Regions from separate parts of the Mus musculus genome. Here region 2 is linked to region 1. A link is a contact called in public promoter capture Hi-C data. All regions are on one chromosome and are shown on one strand. The core of a region is the stretch at or near the end of the contact, and the rest is flanking DNA. Distances in the headings are between cores, read along the strand shown.

Region 1 (7,476 bases), core at 1,998-4,497:
GTTTGTGGCTTGGTATAGGTTTTCAGGCTCCTTTTAGGGATTTGTGTGTGTGTGTTTAAAGGTCTTTTTAAAGAGTGGCTGAAGAGAAGCCAGGCTCTTGCTGGATGCAAGTGCTATCCCCCTTGGAAGAGAGGAGATTTGGACATCTGCTTTGGAGATCTCACAGTGTGACTTGTTCTATCCTTGCTAGTTGAAGTTTTCCTATGCCAGGCCAGGAGAAGTTACTCTTCCCAAGATGCTGGGGGGCGGGGGGGGGGGGGGAAGGACAGAAGTCGCATAATCCTTAGGATAAGCAGCTGGAGCCCAGGCGTCCTCACCCCTATTTCTCCTGAACATTTAGTTTACTGAAGAGTTTGTGTAACTCTGGAATCCGTTGGCGGTTCAATAAAAGGCATGGCCATTTATTCCCTCCCCCCCCCGCCCCCCCGAAGAAGCACTCACAATTTCACTTAAGAGTATGGGAGTGTCCTGGACTTCCTGAAGTTTGTCCTAGGGTAAATCCCCACCTTCCTCGCTAGAGCCATCTCACTTTCCAGCCGCTGGTGGGAAAGTGGTTCCCTGGAGGGCCTCAAGACCAGAGGATGTAATTCAACAGGCTCTTGGTTACAGCTGCGTGTCCTGAAGCTCACAGATGGTGGTATAAGGAGGGAGGTCACACAGAGGAAAGAGATGAAGTGGAGGGGAAGGGGATCCCTAGATAGCAATGAAGTTATTGCCCTTTGTTCCCCCCACCTCACCTGTCCTTGGGGTGCTGGAGAAGATGTCCTTCCCAGAGGGGAGTATCCACCTGCTAGAGGTCTAGCTAAGCCTGTAGGCTGGCTCTTCAGCACCCCTTTTCTAGTCTGCCCACCATAGAGAGCCTGGTCTTTGCCCTATAACACTCCCAAGGGCTAGTCCCCTGTCTTAGGGCTCCCTATCCCCAAACCCCATTTCCCTGTTTTGGCCTCATCTGACTGGTTCATACACAGGAATGTTATTTGTCTCCTCCTCAAGTGATGTTTAAAGTTTGGCCCAGTACAAAGGCTCCTGGGCTCCCTAGTCCTGTTTACTTTCAGTTCAGGAAACAGCTACTCACAAGCTCCCCTCCCGGCTCTACTCTCTGCCATCTGGTAGCAAGCGAACCCATTTTCTCAACTTTGTTAATATTTAAAATTACTTGCGAAGGGCTAATTATCTTCTATCTTCTTAGGGGCTATACAAGCCATGAATAAAAACCTAGCCCGTTATCCACATGATCTGGCAGGGTAGAGTGGTGGAGTTATAGTTCATTTTCAATCGGAGGGCAGATGCGCACAGACTGCCTGTTTGCAAAGGTAGAAGACTGTCTCCTGTGTGTGTGTGTGTGTGTGTGTGTGTGTGTGTGTGTGTCTCGGTGTTGCTCTCGTGGAAGAAAACTCAGCATGATTTGACAAAAACAAAACAACACACAAAAGACCAGTGCCTAATCCTGTCATGGAGGCTCTAACCCTAACTCCAAGTGCTAACATCTGAAGGGTTGCAAGACAGCTAGGGAGCTACGAAAACAAAAACAAAGCAACCACAACAAGAACAACAAATAACCAAGAGGCCGTGGCAAACCAGCTGCGACCATTTCCGGCTGAGAGCCGAGGACTCCTCACTCTGTCCCTTCAGGGCAGAGGGCTATCCTGGTCCAAGGTTCTTGACCAGGTCCCCAGCTTTCCCGAAGGACAATGGGAATTTCAGGACTCCTCACTTTCATCACTGGAGAAAACGAAGGTTAGAAAACACGTTTCTACTGTAGTCAAGAACTTAAACGCACCCACCCAGGTTAGAAAAAAAATTAGGCGAGTTAAGTTAGATAAGGAAGACCACAAATGAGGAAACTAGGGGGTGCTGAGGAACCGGTACCAAGGATTAGTTCCCCCGCTGCCTCAGTGGGGAGCCTTGAAGCTAACAAGTCGCCCCTCAAGGCCCCCAGAGACACTGAAAGAAAAAAATCTACAGGAACATATAGAAAGTCATCTTTATACATTAACTGGATATTAGGAAGCGTTCAACCTCACAAGGGCCTGAGAATACCTGCGCTTCCGGCAGGGAGGCAGGCAGGCAGGCAGCTGGTCTTTGTTCTCACTTAGGCGAGCTTGGTTGACTTGGAATTTTCTGACAGGTTCGGATTAGAGGAAAAGAATCAGCTCCGAAATTTTCTCCCATCAACAGATATCCATCGCCACTGTAGCGCGTGCCCAGGAAATCGACAACCTGTTTTCTGATGTGTTTTCTAACCCGCTCTTCCTGCGGAGGGCTGGATCTTAAGGAGAACCCTTTAAAGAAGCATCGATGGGATTTTTAAATTTAGCTTAAGGTAATAGACTGTCGCGTTGCTTAAAGGACTTCTCTATTATTCGTGGGAAATTTGACTTTGTTTCAAACATTTTTGTGAAGGGTATTTTGAGAGAGAGAGAAAGAGAGAGAGAGAGAGAGAAGAAAGTTAGTTTTCTTGATAATCACTCATTCACACATGCTAAAAGGCTGCTACGTTTTAAAAGTTTTTGTATAAATGCTTGCTTAGATTGAATATTTTTTTGTATCTAAAATTGCTAATGGCGTGGTTTATTTCTATTTGCTCCCAGAATGGACTGTGCTATCCACTGATAACAGGAAACCGTAGATGGGCTGTAGTCGTTGCTGCCACCTGCCTCGCAAGCTCTATGGAAGTAAGGAACTGCTTTGCACCTCGGAGTTATCCACAAACTACAGATATTTGTAAGACATCTGGGCGCTGACCAGCAAGATAAACATGGACTTGTTCGTGCGGAGAGAAGGATGCCAGAGTGCCCACTTTAGAGTGGCCTCTTCTCTCGGCCCAACTGCCGGTCGATGGTTAAACACCGGAGATTATGATATCATCGATAGAAATCAACGCTAACCTTTCTGATCTCTACCCCTTAGTTACCTTCTCGAGAACAACGCGATGTATAAGAGTACGAGAATCAGCTTGTTCTCTAGTCGGCGAGATAAAAGGCGACTGCTCCGCCGCAACCACTGCCCACATTTTTAGGTTTAGCTTCTGGATCAGGGACCCGGCTGCAGCGAAGGCTGGCGGGTGGACTCCGGCGGCGCAGTAGCGCTAAAGGGAAGCTTCCACTGGGCTGAGGAGGAGGGCGCTCAGCCCTAGTGCTCCGGCCAATCGGCGTGCACACCGCCTGAAAACCAACCAATCAGAGGACGCAGAGCTCGGGGTGGGGGTGGGTGGTGGATAATACTAGGAAGGGGAGCTCAGGTCCCCGACTGCAGTGAGTGTCTCTGCGCCGAAAGCAAGCAGGGTGCGCCTGAGGCGGAGTCCTGGGTCCGGGCCGGACCTTTTCCGTCCTCTTTGGACCAGAAGTGGGAAGTGAAGTGAGGCGATCCAGGGTGCAGAGGACCGAACAGAACTTTGCAGAATTTGGAATGTACGGGGTGAGGTTGCTGAGGCCTTGACTCGCCTCCGGCCTCTGTCCCCCGGTCGCCATCCAGTGGGCTCCCGCCTCCTGCTCTCAGACCCAATTCTGTTTGCTCCCACTGCCTGCAGCTCCGGGGGACAGATCCTGAAGCTGGCTCTCTTTTAACTGGGTTGCTAGCCTGAGCCTGGTTCTTGGTGAGTGCTGTGTTGTCGCCGCTGCTCGGGAGCCAGGGAGGGCACGGGGCGTGACTCTTCACTACGGCTTCTTTCTGTTTCTGGTTGTCTTGCCTTAAAGATGAAAATCAAGTTCCCTCAACCTTGTGCGGCTCAAGCACTACTGATACCAGACCAGCTTCTTCAGCTTCATGGCTGTGTCCCCCACTCCCTGTGTGTGTCCTATATAGAGCATCGGTTTAGGGGAACCGGAGGGACGAGAAGACCTCTCTAGAGTCTTTGTGGTGGTGTAGGTCAATGAGAGACATTTGGAAAACGAGGTTTCAAGGTCCCTTGTAATAAAAGGAAAGATAGTTGTACCTTCGACATTTTTATATTTATCATGGCCATGTTAACTGGCTGTGGAAAAGCCTGACAAGTGGCTTAAACTGGCCAGTTAGTAAGGTCAGTGGGTGACTTGTCTGGAAAGGCAGACAGGACTCAGGTTAAAGGTCAGGTGCACAGACCACTTAGAATTAGTAAAATACAAGCTTCGTTGAACTGTGGATCTCGGGTGTGGCCTGTAGAAGAAAACTGAGTAATTCAAGGGGGAAAGCTGGCCTTGCAGAAATTCTGGGCCGAGTCTCAGAGAGGGTCCCTAATTGCGACGGGTCTTTAGGCCTTTTTCTGTCTCCCTAGCGCGCGGGCAACCGAGCCGAACGACAGTCTAGTGTCATGACGGAAGGGCAGGCAGTCCCGGGAGTCGGGGACTGGGAGATCGACGTGGAAAGCCTAGACCTGGAGGAAGATAGCTGTGGGACTCCACTGCGGGCCACGCCGCCGCAGGAACCCAGTCCGGCGGCGGCCGATGGGGAGGAGGACGAGGACGAAGAAGAGGAGGATGAAGATGTGGAGGACGAGGGTGACGGCGAGGAGCCCGGCGTGTCCTCGGAGGTGCCAGGCCGGCCAGAGCAGCCCGGGGGACTGGCACCCAGGCCACCGCCTGCTGCTCAGGCGCTGCCAGCCGCCGCCGCCGCCCCTGAGCGCGGTGCCACCGCCGGTGGCGGCGCAGAGCCGCGCAAACTGAGCCGCACACCCAAGTGCGCACGCTGCCGCAACCACGGCGTGGTATCCTGTCTCAAGGGCCACAAGCGATTCTGTCGCTGGCGGGACTGCCAGTGCGCCAACTGCCTGCTGGTGGTGGAGCGCCAGCGTGTCATGGCCGCCCAGGTGGCGCTCCGGAGGCAGCAGGCCACAGAGGTGGGTGCCGACAGGCTGGGGATAGGTCTCCAGGGTGCGCGCCCAGGCAGGATGAGGGAGTCCCTTACAGCAAGGAGCTGGGCTTCCACTCACACAACCCAGTGACCCTCGATCTCAGATCGCCTGGCAGGAGAGGTTCAGACACTGTCTCGCTAGCCTGCGGGGTTCCGGAGGGAAAGCCGTGGCCTTCGATGCAGAAAGTGCTGAAAAAGTCTCCTATTCAAAAAGCATTGAGAGGCAAAGGAATTAGGTCCATTTGGGACATCGCGGAAAAGTCAATAAAAATAAATATTTTCGGGTTTAGTTTTGCAGGTGGTTGGGGAGGGAGGAAGGTGGTTGACAGAGCGGTTGATGTCCAGTCAGGATGAAGCAGCACGCGGTGCTGTCACTGTGTGTCGCCCCACCTTGATACTTAGGCAGAACTTGATGCCCATTTTCCGGATGAGACCAATATGACAGCGGAGTTAAGGGCCCCTCAGTCCAAGGCTATTGACTATGTGACCTGCCAGAGAATGCTTAGAGGTCTTAGCAGTCCCCACGGTGCGGTGCGGTGCGGTGCGGTGCGGTGCGGTGCGGTGCGGTGCGGTGCGGTGCGGTGCGGTGCGGTGCGGTGCGGTGCGGTGCGGTGCGGTGCGGTTCTGTTGTGAGAAGTCAGGATTTCTCCTAGAGAGACTTTTGAACCCTGGAGTTTATACTTCCTCTTGTTGCTTTGGGGGAAGTGATGCAGGTTTCACAGAATCTCCTCTCAGACCTGAGGTTAGGCAAAATGTTGAATTCTTTGTTATCGTTATTCCTGTGATTGTTTGATTGTTTTCCCTGGCCGAGGTGGCCTTTAGGCAAGTGCTCTGCAATTGATCTTCTACCCGGGTTCCCCGGGAAAACTTTCGATTTGACTTCCCCTGCAGATAGGTGCTGGGAGGTAGTTAGGTCACCGAATATAGTGGGTGACTCCAAAGGGAACCTGCTCAAACTCACCAGACGGGCTTGGGGAACCTCAGATGGCCCTGGCTCTGGGTTCAACCTCTTTCCTAGATGGGCTAGTTGGGAGTAACCTGGCAGTGACCAGAGGACTCCCAGGCTGGTGTCCCTTAAGAGTTTTTTTTTCTGCCTTCACGTATACCACCTCCTCCAGAGAACTAGATAAATACAGAAGACCCCCCTCAAACTCTGGCACCCCATAGTGTCTACTCCACCTAGGGGAGAAACCACCCTGTATTTTTTTTTTTTTTTTTTTTTTTTTTTGGTCCTCAGAGGCAGTTAATATTCTGCCTAATGGGCATCAAGTTCTGCCTCAGTGTCAAGGTAGGGTGACAGCCTGGGCACTTTCACACTGAGGAGGCAACCATCCCCCCACCCAATCTTTCTAGGCTCTGTTCTTAAAGTCTCCTTGACTGTGGGTCTCACCTCCCTCTCTACACGTGTTCTCAGCTTCGTGAGATTAAGAGGCACTCCCGTTAATTATTTTGGAATGATTTTTTTCTCATAAGAGTTGGCAAAACAAATGCGTTAAAGGTTGGGGTGGTTTCAGAGGCTTTCTGGATGCTGCTCCTCACAGTTGTTTCTTGAATTTACAGGACAAGAAGGGGCTTTCTGGGAAACAGAACAATTTCGATCGGAAAGCAGTGTACCAGAGGCAAGTCAGGGCGCCGAGTTTGCTGGCCAAAAGCATTTTAGAAGGTAAATATAACTTCAAGTTGTCCTTTGGCTTTTAAAAACCGAGTTGAGAGATACTTAATATTTCCATGCATGATCTATATATTAGCCCAGGAAGGAGCAAATTTTCATTAGAAGTTTTCCTTGGGGCAAAAAACTCACAGAGATTTTGGCCACTAAGACAGTATTATCCTCCGCTGTTACACCTGGTGAAATTTACCCAAGTGTGAGCGACATAGAAAAATTCACTGTCAAGTGATCCTGGAACACCCCCCCCTCCCCCGCCCCCGCAACTCTCTTAGTTATTGAAGGAGTTTAATGGGCAGAGTAAACTAAGTAAGGTTATAGCTACTGTGACCAAGCGTCTCCTCTAGCCTCAGGTTTCACTCTTTAGCGTGCTTTTCCTCTTTGGAAGTTTAGCCGGTTGTTACCTCTCCACACTTCTACCTTATGGCTTCTGTCAGTCAAGGCTGCAGACTGGGAGAGGCTTTGGACCAAACAAGCAAACTGCTTGCTGCTAGTTAACTTCTCCCCTTGCCTTCATTTCCCACAAGCCCTAGAGACACGCTCATTTTTCTTAAAATAGTGACGATTTTCTAAAGCATGGAGTTTATTTATCGATGGGCTAAGCACTGCACTGGCCATTGTCATTTTTCCTTTCCCTTTATCTAAAGTGAAGCTACATCCACTTTGATCTGCTTTAAACTACCCCTTCCTACAGCTCAGCTTAGAGAAAGAAGGGCTTAGCGGTCAGTTGAGGATTTCTTTTTCTTTTCTTCCTTTCCTGTGAGTCTTCTGAGTTTAGCTGATCCGGGACAGGTTTAAAGTGTGTGTCTCAGCCTGTGCTGTGCACTTCTGACCTTAGAAAGAGTTCCTGAGGACTCAAAAGTGAGTTTGGTTACAAAGCCTGCAAACATCTACAGGCATAGGAACCTCATTGATGAACTGAGATTTTTGCCAAAGCAAGTTGAGACACTCCACGTCTCAATGGAAAAGTCAACTCAAGTAAA
Region 2 (7,476 bases), core at 2,777-5,276, 3.0 Mb after region 1:
GAATCATAATCTAAATATCTGATATGTGACACCCCAAGAGGTGGCAACCCACAGGTTGAGAACCACTGCCTTAAAGAAGGGCCACCACCGGAGGTGTCTGTGTGGCCTGTAAGCTGGTTGTGTCCTGTTTATGAAGCTAGCAGGCATGCTCTTCCATATGGATTTTTTTCTACCTCAATTAAAAATATTGGCCTGTGTGTCAACTCTGCCTAAAGTAGGTAACTAGGAAAACTTGAAACTTTGGCATCTTTTAATTCAGTTCATCTTAATACCATGTTCAAGGTTTCATTTTGCCTCTTTCTCCTTGAATAAAATTGTATTTTCGTTACAAAGACTACCTATGTGTCTTTTTTTCTTTTACTTCAGTCCTGATTGAGTTTATCAACCAGCCAAACATTAAAGAGTTAAGCCTGTATTGGCACCTTATTTATACTATAACTTCCTTCCTCTATAGAGAAATAATTGCAGAAAACACAGGAAATGGCTTCTCCACAAAGGGTAAGAGTAGGTTCTGGCTCCTTTCCCAGGATCAGCAACTTCAGAACAACTCTTGCCATCTTGGAGAATTACAAACTAACATTCCAACTCCGGTGATCAATAACTATGATGCCAATATAGACAGAATGCCCTCAGGCCTACTTTACTAGTAGTAAAGGCAACGGGGGACGCGTTTCGGGGAGGAGAGCTAGTGAGAGAGAACACTGGCAGTCCTCCAAAATCAAATGATCCTGAATGCCACATGAAGAAAGGCAGAACTTTTACAAAGCATCACTTCCAGCCATTCAACTGTCCCCAGTCGGGATTTTTTTTTTTTTTTTTTTTGGGTCAGGCAAAAAATCCACCCCACTAGGTATACTCCAGAGTCCATCCAAGGAGAGTCACTTTCCAAACGGGACAACTCCAGGTATCCAAACTCTGCTAACCGGAAGAACTTTGGTAGAATCGCCAATGAAACTGGTGGAAACATTGGATGGACCAACGATGGCGTGAAGAAAAGCCACTCTACCTGAACTGACCTCAAGGGAAGCAAGGAGACAGGGAATCCACCCAGAGCACACAGAAGTAATTACTCACTCTGAAGGAGGCCTGAGTCCTGACAGGAAAGAAAAGACACGAACTAAGTAGCAATAAGAATGGGAAGAAAGCCTCCTTCAGTTCAAGGGGGAGGGGCTGGAGCTCCTCTAAATGAACACTGTAGCAGATCCTAGTAAAGGCCTTAAATGTCAGCAGTTCTCACTAGAGAAGGGGGGGGGGTGCCCTCTCACACAGTTCTCTCTCTATAGATCATTTCCAGGGACAGCCTTCATTGTTTTTCTGCAAACTTTTGCAGGCTGCACCTGCTTTGTGTAGCCTCACAGGAAACCAAAGAGAAAAAGGAGGAGTAAGAATTTTTAAACTAACCCAAATTCATTTTTACAATGAATCAAAATTCCTAACGTAGTCTAAAAATTGAAGTCCAACGGGCACGGAGACATTTAGGGAACCGGGCCTGGCTACTTCCCAATGAAGAAATCGTGACTCATCAAAGCTTCAGAACGGACACAAGAGAGTTTGCATTTGTCTGGAGTTCACCTTCGGGCCAAGAAATGCTCTCCACTGTGAGCCTCAGTGTTTTTTCTAGATGCTTAAGTTTGGCAGGGGTTCTTTCTCTGGGTCCCATAACCCAGAGAACTGGTCCACTGGGGGGAGCTGTATAAACTTCTCTTTCCTCACCAACTCTAGGGCCACCTGAGACCACTACCCCCAATTCAAGAGATGTTGAAGTCCTAAAGCTCTAAGGAATTGGAAAGGTGTCCTCTCCAATTGCAATTGCTGGAGTGCAGTCCCTGCGGGCACTGCTCTGGAGAATTCCGGAAGTGATCCCCTACACTCTATCCCATGGGACCTAGCGGATGTCAAGGAAGACAAGCCAGGAAGGGAGGTACACAGAGCAGAGGAACCAGGAGTGGCTAGGGGTGCGGGGTCAAGATGTGCGGCCCGGGACAGTGGGTGAACACCCCTCCTGGGGTCCTCAGCACCCTCCCACACACGGCACACCCACACACCTTTGCCCCGCGGGGGGTCTTGGGTCCTAGCCTCAGGGATCTCCGGAGGTGAGCGAGGGGCGGGTCCGGAGGTGAAGTGGAGCCTTCCCGGTGCTCTGGGCAACCAGACCGCCCCCGCTCTCCCCCCTCCCCCTCCCGCGGCGCGAGCGAGAGAACGCAACAAAACAAAACAAACTCGTGCCGGCTTCCTGTTGTGCAACCACTTTCTGAGTAAGTAAGGGGCTGAAAGGCCGCCAGTTAGGAAGCCGGGCTGCGGGGGACCCTGCTGGCCAAAGCACCCGGAGCCGCACTGGGGTACATAGGGCCCTGCACTGTGACCCTGTCCGGACCACGGGGCGACTACCCTCCCTGCCCCCACGAGTGTCGTTTTGCTATTGCCTCCCAAACACACTACCAGATCTAAGGGCGCGACCTCGACGAACCTTTTTGCCAAAAAAAGAAAAAAAAAAAGGAAACCTCCAAAAGTTTCCTCCAGGTACCTACTTGAATCATCCATAGTAGGATGACAAATCCGCCCTGGTCAAGGTTTTCAGACACTTGGGTGAGTTTCTCGTCCCCCGGGTGACTTGTCAGCTCTAGTGAGTAACTTGGAACTGTTGCTTGGGGCAAGGTGTGTGTCTAGGAGAGCCAACAGCTCACTCACGCTTTCCAGAAAGTGATCCCGACCGACTTCAAAATAGACACAGGGTCATTTATAGGGACCGGAGCCTTGAAGCGGGACTCGAGACAGACATTTCCCAAACAGTGCTGACATTTTGTCCCCGGCCCATAAAAATGTAAACGCGAGGTGACAAACCCGGCGGGGAGTGCTAGGTGTCTGAATGTGTCTGCGATTTCGTGGCGTGGGAGGTTACAGTTGAAAACTTGGCGGCTGCGGGTCGATGCACCGCTCCTAACTAGTAGCTGTGCCCCCAAACCCGAGGACCTCACTGAACAATGGGGACACCAACTTGGATGAGACGGAGAAGTGAAAAACAGCCTTCGTGGCGCCCCATAAACACGTGGAAGCCGAAAAGACAACTACAACCCCGACTGTGAGCTAAAGACCTCAAAGTCCCATCACTCCCCACTTTGCCAAAGTTTCCCTAAGTAGGACCCCGGTGCTCGCCCTGTATCTGGCCCTGATTGTGTAACCTTCTGGTACCTGTATTTTCAGTTAAAAGGCACGGAGACTCTCCCTCATAAACGAAACTTCCACACCTTGTTGGTTTCCTTTCTGTCTACACCCCGCGCTCTTAGGTAACTGACAGCCAGTTTGATGGCTAAATGAGTATTGCCATCAGCCTCGGTAAGGTGTGCCTAGGTCTCTAGAAGCCCTGTGAGTCTGGGGGAGTTGGTGTGCTCCTGTCCTCAAACCCGTGCGAATGCCACCAAGCCGGCATGCAGAAACTCTTTCTAATCCCGAGTTTGCGTCCCCAGGCTTGACCGCCCCCACACTCTCTAGCGCCTTCTCTCTCTGTCCCTCGCCTGCAGAACAAAGTTCCTATGGCATCCACTTACCAGGTAACCGGATTTCCACAACAAAGCTAGGCGAGCGAGTCCCTTCTCCCGGCCAGCCCGCTCGTGACAACACTAGCGATGCGTGGGTGGAGGCTGAGCCCCCTCAGCGCTCCACGCCGGCTCTGCCTCCTTCGGAAAGGAAAACTCGCATCCAAGCCCGTGGCCGGAGCGCGGAACTACGGCCGGAGGGCCGTGTGTGTGCCCGCGCGAGGCTGCGACGGCGGCGGCCCTGGGAGGAGGAGGCAGGGCAGCGGGCCGACTCTCCGCATCAGCTCCCTGTCCGCGCTACGCACAGGCACACTCCAGTCATGTCTTTACAAAGTTGAGAGGCGACTTCATGCCTGGCCCGGGGTGCTCATCCTCGCTCGGGGCCGAGGGCGACGCCTGGAGGGGCCGGGCTCGGGATGCTGGCTGCCTGAGCTGGGTCGCGGCTAGAGAGCGCCGGTGCGAGCCTGGACCCGGGCCCGCCGCGGCCCCGAGGTGCGCGGACCCTGGCGCCGGTGCCCTTGCGCGCCGCGCTCTGGGCTGCCCCGGCGGCGCAGTAGGGACGCGGCTGCAGGGAGAGAGGGGAAAGGGGGAAGAGGGCGGGAGGGAGGCTGCCAGGCGAGGAGTGTGGATGTGTGTGCGGCCGCGAGGGCCGGCCCGCAGCCAGCTGCTTCCTGAGTGTGAGCGCCGGAGGGGGCGGGGAGGGATGGGGGCGGGCTCCTGGTCACCAGGCCAGCCAGTGTCTCCCTCTTGACGTTCGCGCACACACGCTCCTTCCCATAAAACTCCAGAGCGGGTAACCGCGGGGCGACTCTTCACCTTTCTGAACCTATTTGTTTGCCTTTTTTTTTTAATCTAAAAAAGTGTCAGCCCTTCAACAGGACCTGTTGTCAACTCTCATGGATCAAGAGAGAAATCCTTGTAGTAAAAGGGGGCGGGGGGGAGTGGAAACGGAAAAGTGATAAAAACGGAGGGGGGAGGAACCCTAATATGTGGGATTGGATGCTGGTGGCAATTCCAAAACTGGCTGTGGAATGCAGAGAGGATGCCTGTGACATCTTCCAAAGGATAAAAGGAAGAGAAGAAGGTGGGGATGAGGGGGAAACAAGCAGGCTGGGAGGAATGGCACACCCACCTCGCAGACTTTGCTTGTGTACAGTGGTACTTTCTTCTTAGAGTTCAACATTCCCCAGCTTTCTATCCCACCTAAGTTGCAGCCCTTCCATCAGGCTCGATCAGAGCCATCAGAAGCCTCTCGCAAAAAGACCTCCTGTTAGTGGACCCACTGTGGATTGCCACAGAAAGCAAAGACTTCCCAGCTTGAAATCCAACGGGTATTTTACACTCAGCATCCTCCAGTTAGGCCTTTGTACAGTGAGTTTTGTTCTATTCCTCTTTGTGGATGAAATGAACTCGGTGGTGCCACAGCTTAGGATACTCCTCGCTAGGCTGGGTCTGGAGAGAGACAGCTCAGTGAGTGAAATGTTTGCCTTAAGAGTGTGGGACCACACAGTCAGCTATTGGATGGAACACAGGGCCCCAACGGAGGAGCTAGAGAAAGTACCCAAGGAGCTAAAGGGGTCTGCAACCCTATGGGTGGAACAACAATATGAACTAATCAGTATCCCCAGAGCTCGTGTCTCTAGCTGCATATGTAGCAGAAGGTGGCCTAGTTGGCCATCACTGGGAAGAGAGGCCTCTTGGTCTTGCAAACTTTATATTCCCCAGTACAGGGGAACACCAGGGCCAAGAAGTGGGAGTGGGTGGGTAGGGGAGCAGGGCAGGGTGGGGGAGTATAGGGGACCTTTGGAAAAGCATTTGAAATGTAAATGAAGAAAATACCTAATAAAAAGTTGGGGAAAAAAGAAATGTAAATGAAGAAAATATCTAATAAAAACGAAGAAGAAAAAAAATATATATAAAGAGTGTGGGACCTGGGGCTGGGCAGTGGTGGCACACGCCTTTAATCCTAGCACTTGGGAGGCAGAGGCAGGTGGATTTCTGAGTTTGAGGCCAGCCTGGTCTACAAAGTGAGTTCCAGGACAGCCAGGGCTATGCTACACAGAGAAACCCTGTCTCAAAAAAAAAAAAAAAAAAACAAAAACAAAAACAAACAAAAAAAAAGAGTGTGGGGCCTGTGTTCAAACCCACAGAACCTATGTTAAAAAGTCTAGCGCTGTAGTACACACTTGAAATTCCTGCACTGGTTGGGAGTTGGGGAGGGGGTAGACATCCAGATCCCTGGAGCCTGCCAGTGTAGCAAAGTCAGTGAAGCATCCTGTCCAAAAGTAAAATAAATAAATAAAAGGAGAAAGACAACTACACAGACCTCCAGCCTCCACGTGTGTGCACAGATTTGTGTACACACACGAACACGCAAACACATACAATATACACAGAAACAATTCCTCTGGTCCTTAGACTCTCTATTCTACTCTCATTCTAATATAACGTAGCCTTATAATATATAGAAAACCCCCAAGGACACAAATGACTTAGGCCAGGAAACCAACCAAAAAGATTGTTGGCAGTTGTGTGTGTGTGTCTCATTTCAAAAGAAGCGTTACTGGGTCTTAATCTGTAATAATCAGTAACGTCAGCAGGAGAAACCTCGTTTTCACAATACTGCTTCCGTAGACCTTCTTACGCTCTTCATTTCTTTTGGAGGGAAACACAAACTCTATAAAACACCACCGTGTCTGTCATCAGAAGCCAAAGGCAAGGGAATAAAACAGTAAGCGCTGTGCTCTGTCACTCTCTCCATTTCCTGTGTCTCCCTCTCTCTGCTCTTCATCTCCTTTTAAATACAAATGCCCAAGCCTAGGATGGCACTAGACGTGTCCAACCACACGTAAGAAAAGAAAATACTCATAAAATGAAGCATACAGTAACATCTCAAAAACAAAGAAACCAACTGGTGGAAATTGCCATGATTATTCCATTGTGGCTAGTTATTGCAACATGCCTGACATTCACATTAAAAAAAAAAAAAAAAAAAAAACCATCCTTATGAACGGCAGCCTTCAGGCGCAGAACAGGCTGCTAAAGTTCCAAGCATCACAGGAAACTCTGCTCCTCGAATGCTCCTGCCACTCCCCAGGCTGAAGTAAAGCCAGGCGGAGGGATGAGAAGACAGACAGGAAAAATGAAAACTTTGCCAGCATTTAGGTAATGTTGAAATGCTGTGGTTTCAACGTGTAGAATGAAAACACAATGTCTTAGGACCTAACACAAACTCCTGAAACTCCTCACACGATGGAAATATCAAAGCTATAAGAGAAAACATCTAGTGCCATACTCAACTTTAATAAATTACTCATGGGAATGAGATAATAAGGAAGTTGCAGGTCATTAAAGTCATTAGCATAGTGTAGAGAGCCCCAAATTCCCTTTGTTATTTTGAGCACAAGAGTAGGAATGGTGCCAGACGGCGGTGGTGGCGCATGCCTTTAATCCCAGCACTCAGGAGGCAGAGGCAGGCAGATTTCTGAGTTCGAGGCCAGCCTGGTCTACAAAGTGAGTTCCAGGGCTATACAGAGAAACCCTGTCTCGAATAATAATAAAAAAAAAACAGTGGGGATGGTGTTTTATTCAGGTGGCATTTTCACGAGTCTCTAATATTCCTAATATGTTTGCCACTAAATAGGCACAGTGTTTGGGGTGGGAGCAAGAGTGTCGCTCTGTCGTGCGTTTCTCTCCCTAGAGTTATAGCAACCCTGGCATGACACCAGATCAACTCTAGAGTGACTCAATGAAAACAGTGCTGGTTCCAAATTGAAGGGGTCAGAGGAGAGGGATGAGAGACAGTGGGAAAAGAATGTGATGGTGGGCAGAAATGTCAGGCTTCCCTCCCCATGAGCCTCCCCGTCTTTTGTTCTTAGGAGTCACGCCTAGAGGAGACCTTTCAGCCAGAGAGGTGGGAACTGTGGCCCAGCCAGCATCTTCC

What was found. Promoter capture Hi-C pulls out the DNA fragments that hold promoters and counts their contacts.
Region 2: a contact with region 1 is called in a promoter capture Hi-C map of embryonic stem cells, with 4 times the contacts expected there. A contact is called at or near these places in 2 of 39 promoter capture datasets (embryonic stem cells and liver) and 2 of 484 Hi-C or Micro-C datasets (both in embryonic stem cells).

The regions. Positions count from the first base shown.
Region 1 is chr19:25,669,164-25,676,639 of GRCm38.p6, forward strand. Dmrt2 (doublesex and mab-3 related transcription factor 2) reads left to right here and starts at 3,248. Exons shown (of 4, transcript NM_145831.3): 1 at 3,248-3,595; 2 at 4,253-4,813; 3 at 6,388-6,490. The coding sequence starts at 4,289. It overlaps 2610016A17Rik (RIKEN cDNA 2610016A17 gene), which reads right to left and starts at 3,076. Exons shown (of 2, transcript NR_045347.1): 1 at 2,915-3,076; 2 at 1,971-2,282.
Region 2 is chr19:28,676,051-28,683,526 of GRCm38.p6, forward strand. Glis3 (GLIS family zinc finger 3) reads right to left here and starts at 4,027. Exons shown (of 11, transcript NM_175459.6): 1 at 3,546-4,027. D930032P07Rik (RIKEN cDNA D930032P07 gene) reads left to right here and starts at 2,174. Exons shown (of 5, transcript NR_045330.1): 1 at 2,174-2,255.